Linked DNA regions of Mus musculus: region 2 is linked to region 1. A link is a contact called in public Micro-C data. All regions are on one chromosome and are shown on one strand. Each heading gives the region's core, a stretch centred on a gene start, on an enhancer-like site or on the middle of the called end of the contact. The rest is flanking DNA. Distances are from core to core; before and after follow the strand shown.

The links. Hi-C and Micro-C count contacts between places; a contact is called where the count stands out from the background.
Region 2: a contact with region 1 is called in a Micro-C map of embryonic stem cells, with 2.6 times the contacts expected there. The contact joins the enhancer-like site here to the promoter of Arhgap32 in region 1. A contact is called at or near these places in 13 of 484 Hi-C or Micro-C datasets (common lymphoid progenitors, embryonic stem cells, hematopoietic stem and progenitor cells and 9 more), 7 of 115 datasets of contacts at active chromatin or transcription factors (embryonic basal ganglia, embryonic stem cells and stem cell-derived neural progenitor cells) and 2 of 9 other capture datasets (adipose tissue and liver).

The regions. Positions count from the first base shown.
Region 1 is chr9:32,029,495-32,034,991 of GRCm38.p6, forward strand. It overlaps Arhgap32 (Rho GTPase activating protein 32), which reads left to right and starts at 2,809. Exons shown (of 23, transcript NM_001370958.1): 1 at 2,809-3,238.
Region 2 is chr9:32,134,396-32,139,892 of GRCm38.p6, forward strand. The region is part of intron 2 of Arhgap32 (Rho GTPase activating protein 32); the gene reads left to right. Among named protein-coding and RNA genes, the nearest start is that of Arhgap32, 100 kb to the left of the region's middle. Within about 2 kb of position 2,471, at least 19 of the 459 cell types and tissues checked have an H3K27ac peak or open chromatin away from gene starts, as enhancers often do. A contact at or near this core is called in embryonic stem cells and rod photoreceptor, where this site is marked.

The DNA.
Region 1 (5,497 bases), core at 1,559-4,058:
AGATGGGTGTTCTTTGTGTATCTCTGGCTGTCCTGGAACTCCATCTATAGACCAGATTGACTTCAAACTCAGAGATCTGTTGGCCTCTGCCTTCCAAGGGCTGTGATTATAAAGGCGTGGGTCACCACGCTCAGAAGATAACAAGTGTTCAACAACAACAACAACAACAACCAAACTTCCTTTGTTGCTCTCCCCCTTTTAGAATGGGAATGTAATATGGAGCTGGTCTCTTGGTCAGAAAAATAAATACACAAAGCAATGTCATTTGTCAGCTTGGGAAAATTCTCTATTAAGCTTGGCCCACTCTTAACAACTTGCTTGTCTCAAGCCAGCTGTTGAGTATTCAGTTTTGGGATTTAAATAAGCTCCTTTCTCTCCTTCTCTACAACTCAAGGTTAGGCAAGTGTTACAGTCATCTGTGAGGCTGCTCTTTGGCTGGCTTTTCTTGTCTGCACTGTGACTCTGCTTCTCAGCCCTGAGAGGACTGCAATGCAACAGATCTGAGATGCAGGGAGGGAGCCCAGATGCCACCTCCTGGAAGATGACAGTGCCAAGGCTGAGCGAGGAGGCCAGCCTGAGGCATCCAACAGCTTGGGGTGGGGTGTGCATTCCTCTTTCCTTGTAAATACCGAAGCAAGTCACACATAGAAAGCAAATCCTATCACTTAGCTTTGTTTTATAGTTGGATAGACTTTTTCTTTTTCTTTTTTAATTCTTATTTTTAGGGAATGTTGCAATTTTTGTGATTTATAAATTTAGTCGCTGAGGATATCAGGAAGACCGAGGTACTTGATTACTGGAAGTATATAGAATACCAAGGTCAGATGTGAACAGAACTGCCCAGTGGTCAAGCCTTGGGTTAATACGCAGGCTTAGCACTGATAAGCACTGACACAGAGGTCATTCGGAGGATTCTTTCCAGCGGGAGGGAGCAAGGCTCGCAACAGACAAAGGAGGATCAGAATCCCTGGACTTGCCTGTACCTCTCAGAAACCCCGGAATCCATTCTTTCTTCAAACTAGATAAAATACAAATAAAAATATAGTTCCCAAAAGACTTAAGAGGATTTAAAACACTATATATACATATCTATCTATCTATCTATCTATCTATCTATCTATCTATCTATCTCCTAAACCCTACCTATCTCCTTTATCTATCACCGAAGCCTAACCCTGGATTCATCTAATCATCAAACAGTCAGTATTTCAGGGTTTTATGTAAGACTTTAGGACATGAAGGCTTTCTGACTGGAATGCAGATGGACTCCGGAGGATATGAGCTGAGAGTAGTCAATATACCATGCCCTTGGGCAAAACTGGCCTCCTGTGGTGACCCAGTTCTTCTTCCTCTCTTGACTGCCTCGGGTATCACAGGAGAGTCACATTTCATGCTCACCATTCCCCAGACCAACACAAGTTACTGGATTCATTCTTGTGCCTCGGGTAGACATTGCTCACTGGGACCCAAAGGGGAAGTTTGGATTTGGTAAAAAGAAAGAAAATTCAATTTCAGGTTTTCAGAGTTCCTTGTTTACCTTCTCTTCAAGAAGACCCCTAAGATCCTTCTTCCAGTAGAGGGCTGAGGTTCATCTACCAAACATGGCTTCTTGATGTTTCCCATCCTAGTCTGTGTCTCTGCCATTCACATTCCACAGCTTTCCTGGTTCTATGCTAGAAAACATGTAGGCTATTTACCCTAAAGTAACGTTGGTTCTACTGACACTGTCAGGAAAATGGAATTACCATACATGTTCATTACTGTACACTCTCTAATTTCTCCCCAGGATGTGGTAAAATCCTGGTTTGTGTGTGCCCTTGAAATTCAGCTAATTGCGGTCAAGGCCATGTTTTACATTCAATGACTCCCACTGAAATGACTAAATGCTGAGTGGACCCAATCACTGCAGTGACATTAGATGATGCAGTATTTGGCATTAATAGGCTTAAACATAAAAGCAAGTTACGTAGGTTAACTGCTCCCCTTGCCCCCAACATTTCGATATGGAACGAGTCAGAAGGACTAAAAGGTATATAGATTAAAAGGGGGAGAGGGGGATGATGGAAGCTGCGGTAGAGGAAAATCAGACTATCCAGCTATCTCTCCTGCATTTTGTCATTCTGATGGTCGTTGCAGGTGGAAGTGCTGTTCAGCCTTCGGAGGCGGAACAAAAGAACCATGGAAGAATCAAGGGCAATGGCATCCAGTCAGGGGATTCCTAGGGAGTCCCTCTGTATCCGTCTCTTACCACGCACCTTCAAGTTCCCTACTCTTTCACCCTTTCTTGCCCTTCTCCTCAGCTACACCACTTTGAATTTGCTGGTCCAGAACTCTGGATGAAGAAGCTAACTGAGGGAACTCTCAGGCACCCTGCCCCTCAATTCCAAAATATAAGCGGTGCGAGTTCATTCTAGCCTCCAAGCAAGCAGAGAGCACGGGCGGAGGATCTCCTGCCTAGCGGCAACGACCCCTTCCCTCCCGGGTGCAGGGACAGGATTGTAGGGTCAGCAGTGGGAGGAGAGAAGCCACTGCCGTAGTCTCGGACGATGCCTTTTCCTGCGGCGGCTCTGGAATCTTTGCCCCCCCACCAGGACACAGAGGCCGAGGGGAGGACAGCCAAAGTGCAAGCCCCAGGGCGGCCACTCGGCTCCCCTCTTCCTCTCCAAGTGGCCCCCAGCCGCGCCCCCCGCCGTGCACATGCTTTCCCGGGACAACAGCAGGCGAGGCCTCGATGCGCGCGAGGCGGCCGTGCGCGCGCTCCTTGCGCCCTCCTCGCGCGTGCTCGTGCCCGCGGCCGCGGTGGCGCGCCTCTTCTCCCGCTGCGGGCGTCGCGGGTGCAGAGGAGGCGGAGCGCTGGAGGCGGAGGCCAAGCGGGCGCGGACCAGCGGGGCGGGGGCGACCCGAGGCGTGCGGGCGAGGGGGCTCTGCAGCGCGCGGCGGCGGCGGCGGCGGCCCGGGGGTCGTGACGGCCGCGGAAGGGGAGCGCGCCGCTTGCCTGAGGTGCAGACCCAAGGCCGCGGCCCGCAGCCGGCGCCCCCGCGCCTGACGGGGCGGCGAGGCGGGATGAGGCGCTGGCGCGGGGGGCGCCCGGCCGAGCCCCCGCGGCGGCCCTGGGCGGCCCGGCGCTAGGCGCGGCGGCGGCGGACGAGGACGGCGGGCCCAGCCCGCGGAGGGCAGACACGGAGCGGAGAGCGGCGCGAAGCGACGCCGCGGCGGCGCGGCGGGGCCGCGGGGCTCGGTAAGGCGCGGGCGGGCGGGCGGGCTGGCCGGGGGCGCCGCTGACGTGGGCCGCGCGGCGGGCAGGGCTGCGGGGCCTCCTAGCTTGGCCGGCACCGGTGCTTCTGGGCGTGCACGTTGCGATAGGATGCTCTTGGGGGCATCTCGGGTCTCTCCCGCCTCCCGGGGCGACAGAACTGCGTGCCCGCCACCTCTCGCTAGCATCCCTCGGCGAACTGGGCGTTCCGACGGCCTCCGGGCCTGCTGCGACGCTTCCCGCCCGAGGCCGAGTCCGGCAACTGCGCCCCTCCACGGGGACCCGGCTGCTCCCGGAGGAACCCCGGCGCGGGTAGGGGCAGCGGAGCCAGCGGTCTCCGCTCCCTGGGACTCCAGTGGAGTTTCTCCTCTTATTCTAATTGGTTGAAGTTGCTGTTTCAGTTGGACATTAGTGATGACTTAGTGCCTCTCTCTTCCCCCTGGCTTCCCTCGTCACCTCCCGCGTACTGCGTTACCCATTTTGTTGACTAGAGTAAATATTTATGTTAAAGGTTTCGTGCCTGGCGTAGAGGACACTGGAGGGAGAAAATCAGACCTGATTTCTTAGCTTTAGTCTGGATCCTTTAGATCCTTACCTGCAGTTGAGACTTAGAGAAAGTGGTGGGAGGAGGAGGCCCATCTCGGGATGCTTGGGATGGTCTCCTAGTTATCCTTTAGGAAATAGAATTGGGATAATTATAATCTTGATCGTATGCAGAACTACAGTCAAGCTGTAAACTGCTCGAGGCACTGCATGATGCTACATGGATAGCTGGGCCGTGGCACTGTTGTCAGCATCTCTTTTATTTTCCATTCTTTCAGAGTTTTATTTGGCGCAGATTGAGACCTTTTAAGTGCATCTGAATGGGCAGAACTTTTCTGATACATTGGTTGCTTATGTAAACACTGCCATTATTTGTGTGTTTCTATTGGAAGAAGAAAAGGCAAACGGTGCTTGTCGTAACTGGCCCTTGAAGTCCACAAACTGCTTAGTTTGATTCAGTGACTGGGTTTGTGGGAATATTTTTGAGTAATGATGCTTGTGGTTGGTGAATGCATTTTTTTCATTATTGAATGAACTGACGTCTACATTTGTTCCTTGGCCTTGAGTGGGAAGGCATCAGGAGCAGCAGTTGCCACAGCACAGCCTCAAGAGTTCAACCCTCTTGCTGAATGTTCTTGTTCATCGGGTTGTTTGTAAAGATGAGGGATGCTGATGTGATGTGATTCCCATTAGCAGGGATGTCTGGAATCTGATTCATCCTAAAGATAGCTATGGTGGAGCTGCTCCTCAGGACCAGAAGTGAGGTTGGAACTGTGCTTAAGCCAGTTAATCCGTTCTTATCGTGCTCTGTGTGGCAGTCTCTGGAATAAAGCAGCACTTTGGACAGAGGCTTGTCCAGCTGGAGCTATGGTGGCAGCCTAGATTGCTTATGATCCTGCCCATGGAGATGGGGGCAGGGTGACACGGGGTGGGGGTGGGGGCAACAACGTATGTGGGACAGAGAGGAAGTGTTAGTTGGAGAACCGTGGTCAGTTATATAACAGTTTTGTTTCCGAGGGAGAGGCTAAGAACCAGCAAGGCAGGCTCAGCTGTCATTAGAGCCTTTGATGTCGGGTTGAGTTCCAGTAGTAGTTATGTTCCTTTTATTTCCCTTTCCCAACCCCACATTATTTTTCAGTCACCAGAAGCTTAGCCACAGTTGGGCTGAGACGTTAATGGCAACGAATTCGTTTCCACTTCTTTCTAATTCGTTGTTTCTTTTGCTTTTATATTGAAGATGTTTTTATTGTTGCCTTTTCCTCTTTGGGTGACTTTTTCCTTCATTTCTTAGGGCAAGGTCTTGGAGATTCTAGCTTGGCCTCAACGTTGATCTGTAGCAGTGGACAACCATCAAATTCTGATTCCACTTTCTGATTAATGTTTAGATCACTAGACCCCATTTATATGGTGCTTTGTGCATGCTAGGCCAGCACTGTACCATCTGAGCTCCATCTCCATCAGATGGGTTTTCCATCAGAATATTCTCTTTCTAAACTGACTGGGCATATTATCTGCATAGTATATATAGACTCACTGTTTCTTATAGATGAATTTAATAAATGTCAGGGACTAGCAGATGTTTTTCTTCATAAGACAGTAGCAAAAGAAAATGACTAAACATAGCATCTTTAAAGGCTAAGACTAGCATCCATGAGAATTTTAAGGGTTTAACCAATGAACATGTAATCTGGTATCCATGGA
Region 2 (5,497 bases), core at 1,221-3,720, 100 kb after region 1:
CTTACACTGTACCACCTAGGTAGTAAGTACAAAGTACCCTCTTCATACTGGAGAGGCGGGGCCCAGTTTGGCCTGGAAAGTTTGGGAAATTCCTAGAGAGTGAGACTGGTCTTCAGGCCAAGATGAAAATTCAGATGTTAGTGAAGAATGGCAGCGGTGGCGGTGGCGGTGGCGGCGGCAGCAGCTGCCGTGGTGGATGAACTCCTGAACCGTCAGACCATCTTACCAGCGAGCATGAAGGCAAGTATGCACAAAGCAAAAGCTGGCCTCTGGGCCTTCTTATATCAGAGCCACCATTGCAAGGTACCACCCACTTTTGGGTTGGGTCTTCCACTTCAGTTAGTCTCATCAAGAAAACACGCCACACTTTGCCTTTCAGTTGATTTCAGATCTTGTCAAGGTGACATGTTTGCTGTCAGACATTAAAACTGCTCTAGAGATCCAAAGCAGCTTCATTTACATTGTCTGGTGCTACAGCACGTGCACATGGATGCAGACTGCTCCATTCTAGGGGACACAATTTGTATCTCTTTTAACTTGAGACTATTTGAATTACTTTCAGTTTTCTGTAAATTGAATTCCATTTTTACTATGTTTAAAATAGTCAAAATTCAATACTAATTCAAGTAATTCCTGGAGGCAACAGCATTCCATCAAAAGGGTATTTAGTGATTTGTTTGTCCATTATTGTCTTTCATAATTCTTCCTTATAGTTTTATAACTTCCTGTAGATCTACATTGAATTTGTGAATAGAAGACAGCATTATTTTTGTTAATAGTACACTCACTCTGTATTAAAGTGTTACATTCAACACACACACAAAATTACTGAATTCTGTCTTTAGAATGCTAATTAATTTATCTGAGCACATGTGGAAATTACTTCTTATATATCATATATCATCAGTTCCTTGTTATAATCTCATTTATTATTTTTAGTTTTTTCATGTGTAAGTTTCTTGAGGGCTGGTACTATAATCCTTCCATTAAAAACATCACATTCAATAAATAGCAAATTTCTGAATGATAAAAGTATACAGGAGCCCCGAGGGGGTGCAGTTTACTTGGTTACATACTTGCCCAGCATGCATCAAGCCTTGAGCTTGATCCCCAGGACCACAGAAACCAGGTATGGAGACTCCCACATGTAGTCCCAGCATTCCCAAGGTGGAGGCAGGAGGATCAGAGGTTCAAGGTCATCATAAGCTGTGTAGCAAGTTAGAGACCAACCTGAGTTACCCAAGATCCCATGTCAAAAGACAAAGTGGGGGCTAGAGAGAGGCTTAGTGATTAAGAGCACTTACTGTTTTTCCAGAGGACCTGAATTTAGTTCCCAACATCTACGTAGAGGTTCCAAACTGTCTGTAAGTCCAATTCCAGGGAATCTTACACTCATTTTCGACTTCAGAAGGCAACAGGCATGTACATTGTGCATAGACATACGTTAAGGCTAAAACACTCATCCACTTAAAAATAAATAAATCTAAAACTTTAAAACAAAAGAAACTTAAAATGCAGAGATGAACTATAAGCCAGTATTTTAGTAACCTATCTCTAGAACTTCACGTTCACTTTAAATACTGAGTAAAAATAAAGTTTGCACTGTTTTCTCTCAACAACTACTCAAAGGAAATACTACTTTGAAAAAAAAAAAATCAGAGAAAACTGTTGCAGTAAATCTCCTCCCAAATAAGCCCAGGCAATGAAAACACAGCACAGTTAATATGATTACATACTGCGCATCTAGATTAGGCAGATCTACTGCTACACTATCCTCTTCCATAGCTTATAAGACACCCCCCCCCCCCCAGAACTTGCAGTTTCTCCAGGCCATGTGCTTCTGCTCTGCAATTTCTTCTTCTTTCTCCTCCTCTTCATCCTCTCCTCTTCCACTTTCTCCTTCCTCTCTCCCTCCCACCTTCTACTCCTCCTTCCCTTCTATCTGCCCAATCATCAGCTCTCCTTTATTTTACAAATTAAGGTGGGAAGCAGGTTTACTGGACATCACCTGAGTGCTGACTCATTCCTTGTTCACAACCACTCACAGGAGAAAGAAATGAACATCAAATATAATTAGCTCCAGGGCTAGCCACAACAGAAAACCTTTCAGAAATCTTCTCTAAAACAGTTCCACTTAATTAGTTTTTGAGTTCATAAGAAATAAATGGGTTTAAGATTTATAAAATTTATAAACTGTTGAATTTAAGGAATTTTATATAAAGACACTTTAAAAATCAAAGCAATAGTAAACTCTAAATTAGCACTTGTCACATAATTTTGAGGACCTGAGTTGGATCTGTGCACCCACATTAAAATCTGGGTGTAGTCCTGCTTGCTGTAATCCAAGCTGCTGAGGCTGGGAACCTGACTGCCGGCACAGGGAAGAAGGCACTTAAGAGACACAAGGAACTAAAGTGTGGGATTCAGTGAGGCTGTGCTTCTGTGGAGATGACCCAGAGCACTGATACATTGTATCAAGCCTGGCCAGGGTTTGCTAATCTCAGTAAGGGCTCTGCAGGCGAACAGGGTCGGGAGGATGTAGGCAGCCATCCCGGAAGAGGACGCTTCTGCAGGATCCGTTTGCACATAGGGTTTTAGCTAAGGTCACATTCACACTCTGGCCAGTGGATGTCCTTTCCATACCTAGAATCTGACACATCAGTGCCCTTTTCCCAGCCACGCTCATGTCAGTACGCACTCAATCAGGACTTCCTCCACTCTCCACACCCAGCACTTGGGAGGCAGAAAAAGGCTGGTTTTATTAACACCGGTCTAGCTAAATAGATGAGCTCTGGGTTCAGTGAGAGAGGAGGAGGTCCTGAGGAGGACCCCTGATGTGATCTTCTGCCTCTATACATGGGCACACGTGCGCTGCACAGATGTGCACAGGCACAGGCACATACATGGAACCCTTCTCACAAAATTAAAAATCTAATCTAGACATAGTGCCTACAGTCTCAGCAATTTAGGAAACTGAGAAGTTTGCTTGAGTCTAGAATTTGGGGGACAGCCTAGGCAACATAGTAAGGCCCTACCCCCACTTCTTTAAACAAGGTGAAACAAAACCAGTGAGCTAAACAAACAAACAAACAAATATACAGAAATAGAAACTTTCTAAATTACTAAAAATAAATTATTTGTAATTAGCATTGAGATTATTTAGTAATTGCATCATTAGGGTCTTTTAAACGCTAACATAAAACACCTGATGTGTGTGGTGTGTGTGTGTGTGTGTGTGTGTGTGTGTGTGTGTGGTGGAGGAGGTTTTTTTGTTTGTTTTTTTCCTCAAGTTTTGGACAAAATCCACCCTGACCATCACACCTAAGGTGTCTTTAGTATTGTAATGGTTTTGTTATTCACTTTAGGTTCACTTTAGGTTTGTTATTCACTTTAGGTTAGAGAAACAGTGTGTGAGCATCCGTAGTTTTAAGAACAGATGCTTCAGAGCACTGGGAACCGAAGGCTGTTGGGTTTAATAGTGCAGCGTGGAGCTCACCAAGCGGCAGTGTGAATTTTGATGAGCATGCTATTTTAATGCTTTCTGTTATGAATGGTTTTCACTTCAGTTTTCTTTTCAGTCATTAAAATTAACATGCGGTCAGAAGCTCGCTAGAAGCAGGTCAGTTCATGTTGGAGCAAATGAAATTATTGATAAGAAAACCAATGGTTCGTCTATAAATACCTATGTTAACATCTATATCTCCAAAAACAAGATACAATTTCATTTTCTAAAATATCACAGTTTTTAAAAGGAGAACAGTCAGTGTGTGTAGTATTGTCAGCTCTGCCCGTGTGAGCTCCATCCCCGCTATCACTTAAAGACACAGCACGTGCCTGCAAGCTTACACTCGGCTATTCATAAGGGTTATACCTTTCCCTCTACAGCTCCATGCGTCCCTTTAGGTTTGTTCCTTCCTGCGTCTTCACTGCCATTACAATGCACGTGGCCTCCATGTCCCTCTCCTAAGGACATCTGAGCATCATGAACTACAGACTTTTTACACATCCATCTTTGGGACTCCTTGCAAGAGCCCTCCCTTTTCCAGCTTTGTTGTTTATGTTAATCCACTGACTTGATTGTATTGTCCGTATTAAACACCTTGTATTGTTATGACTCAGATAAAGTCCTTTCCTCTTGATTGTATTGCTCCATCCACTGTGACTCTTACACAGTTCTCAGGTGTGCTGAGCTTTAAGTTCATACCTCGGAGGAAGCCTTCTAAACCACCACACTTGTGCTCCTCCATCATTTTGATGCCACGACACTAGACTTTTGATATTATTTTATGTTCAGTATAAGAAATACCAAAAATTAGTTATAGATGACACATGTGGATTTTGCATATTTGTGACCACGCCTATGTGTGCCCACATCTATGTGTGCTCCTTTGCCTAAAAAGTGCTGTTTTCCAGGTCAGTGCAAGGCACTTCCTCATTTTGAGAGGTCTTTATTCATATGTAACCATCTTAACAAAACAGTAACCTTGTACTTCCCCCTGTTGTGATTATAAAAAGATAAAGGGGTATAAGAATATGTTTTATGGGGGTGTGGTGAGGTATGGGGGAACGGGGTGCCTCGGCGGGCCCATGCCAAGGCATCCCTTCCCCCTGAGGGACCAGCCACATGGTATAGTATAGAATAGAGTTTATTCGGGGCATGGGGAGGGGAGTTAAGAGTGTAGTAGAGGCAGAGAAAGGCAGAAAGAGGGAGAGAGTAGAGAAGTAGAGGCCAGCCATGACCACATGGAGAGAGGGGGAGCAAGAGGCAAGAGAGAGAGGAGGGGGCAAGCAGCCCCTTTTATAGTGGGCCAGGCCTACCTGGCTATTGCCAGGTAACTGTGGGGAGGAGCATACCTGGCTGCTACCAGGAACTGTCGGGTGGAGTCCAGACAGAATGCCAGCACCCTCTGTTTCGGTTCTAATTTTCTCTGTATTATTTACAAATACTGAAATTTTATGTGATTATTTGCTTCCCCACTGCAATGTGAGTTGTGTGAGTAGAGCCTTTAGTTATGGTTAGTTACTGCTTTGTTTTCAGGAAATATTTGTTCACTAAAGGAAACTGCCATTCTTTATCCAAAGGAAATGACTTTTCCCCTTAAAACACTGATCTTTTCTCTTTATTTTACTTTCTGAACATTGTGCTGGTTAGTTTTGTCAACTTGATACAAACTCAAGTCTATGGGAAATCACCTGGGAAGAGGAAACCTCAGTTGATACGTGTCTTGATCAGATGGTACCTGCAGACTGTCTTTAACCTACTAGCTCACGAGTAATGATATGGAGACTTTTTATTAATTATGAAAGCTTGGCATTAGCTTAGGCTTGTTCCCAACTAGCTCTTATAACTTAATTAACCTGTTTATACTAATCCACATTATGCCACATGGCTCATTTACCAGAACATGTTTCTTCCTTTGCCTCTGGCTGGCAAGTCTCCCGCCTCCTGTTTCTTTCCTAGAGAAGTCCTATTTCTGCCAGGATGTCCCGCCTTTCC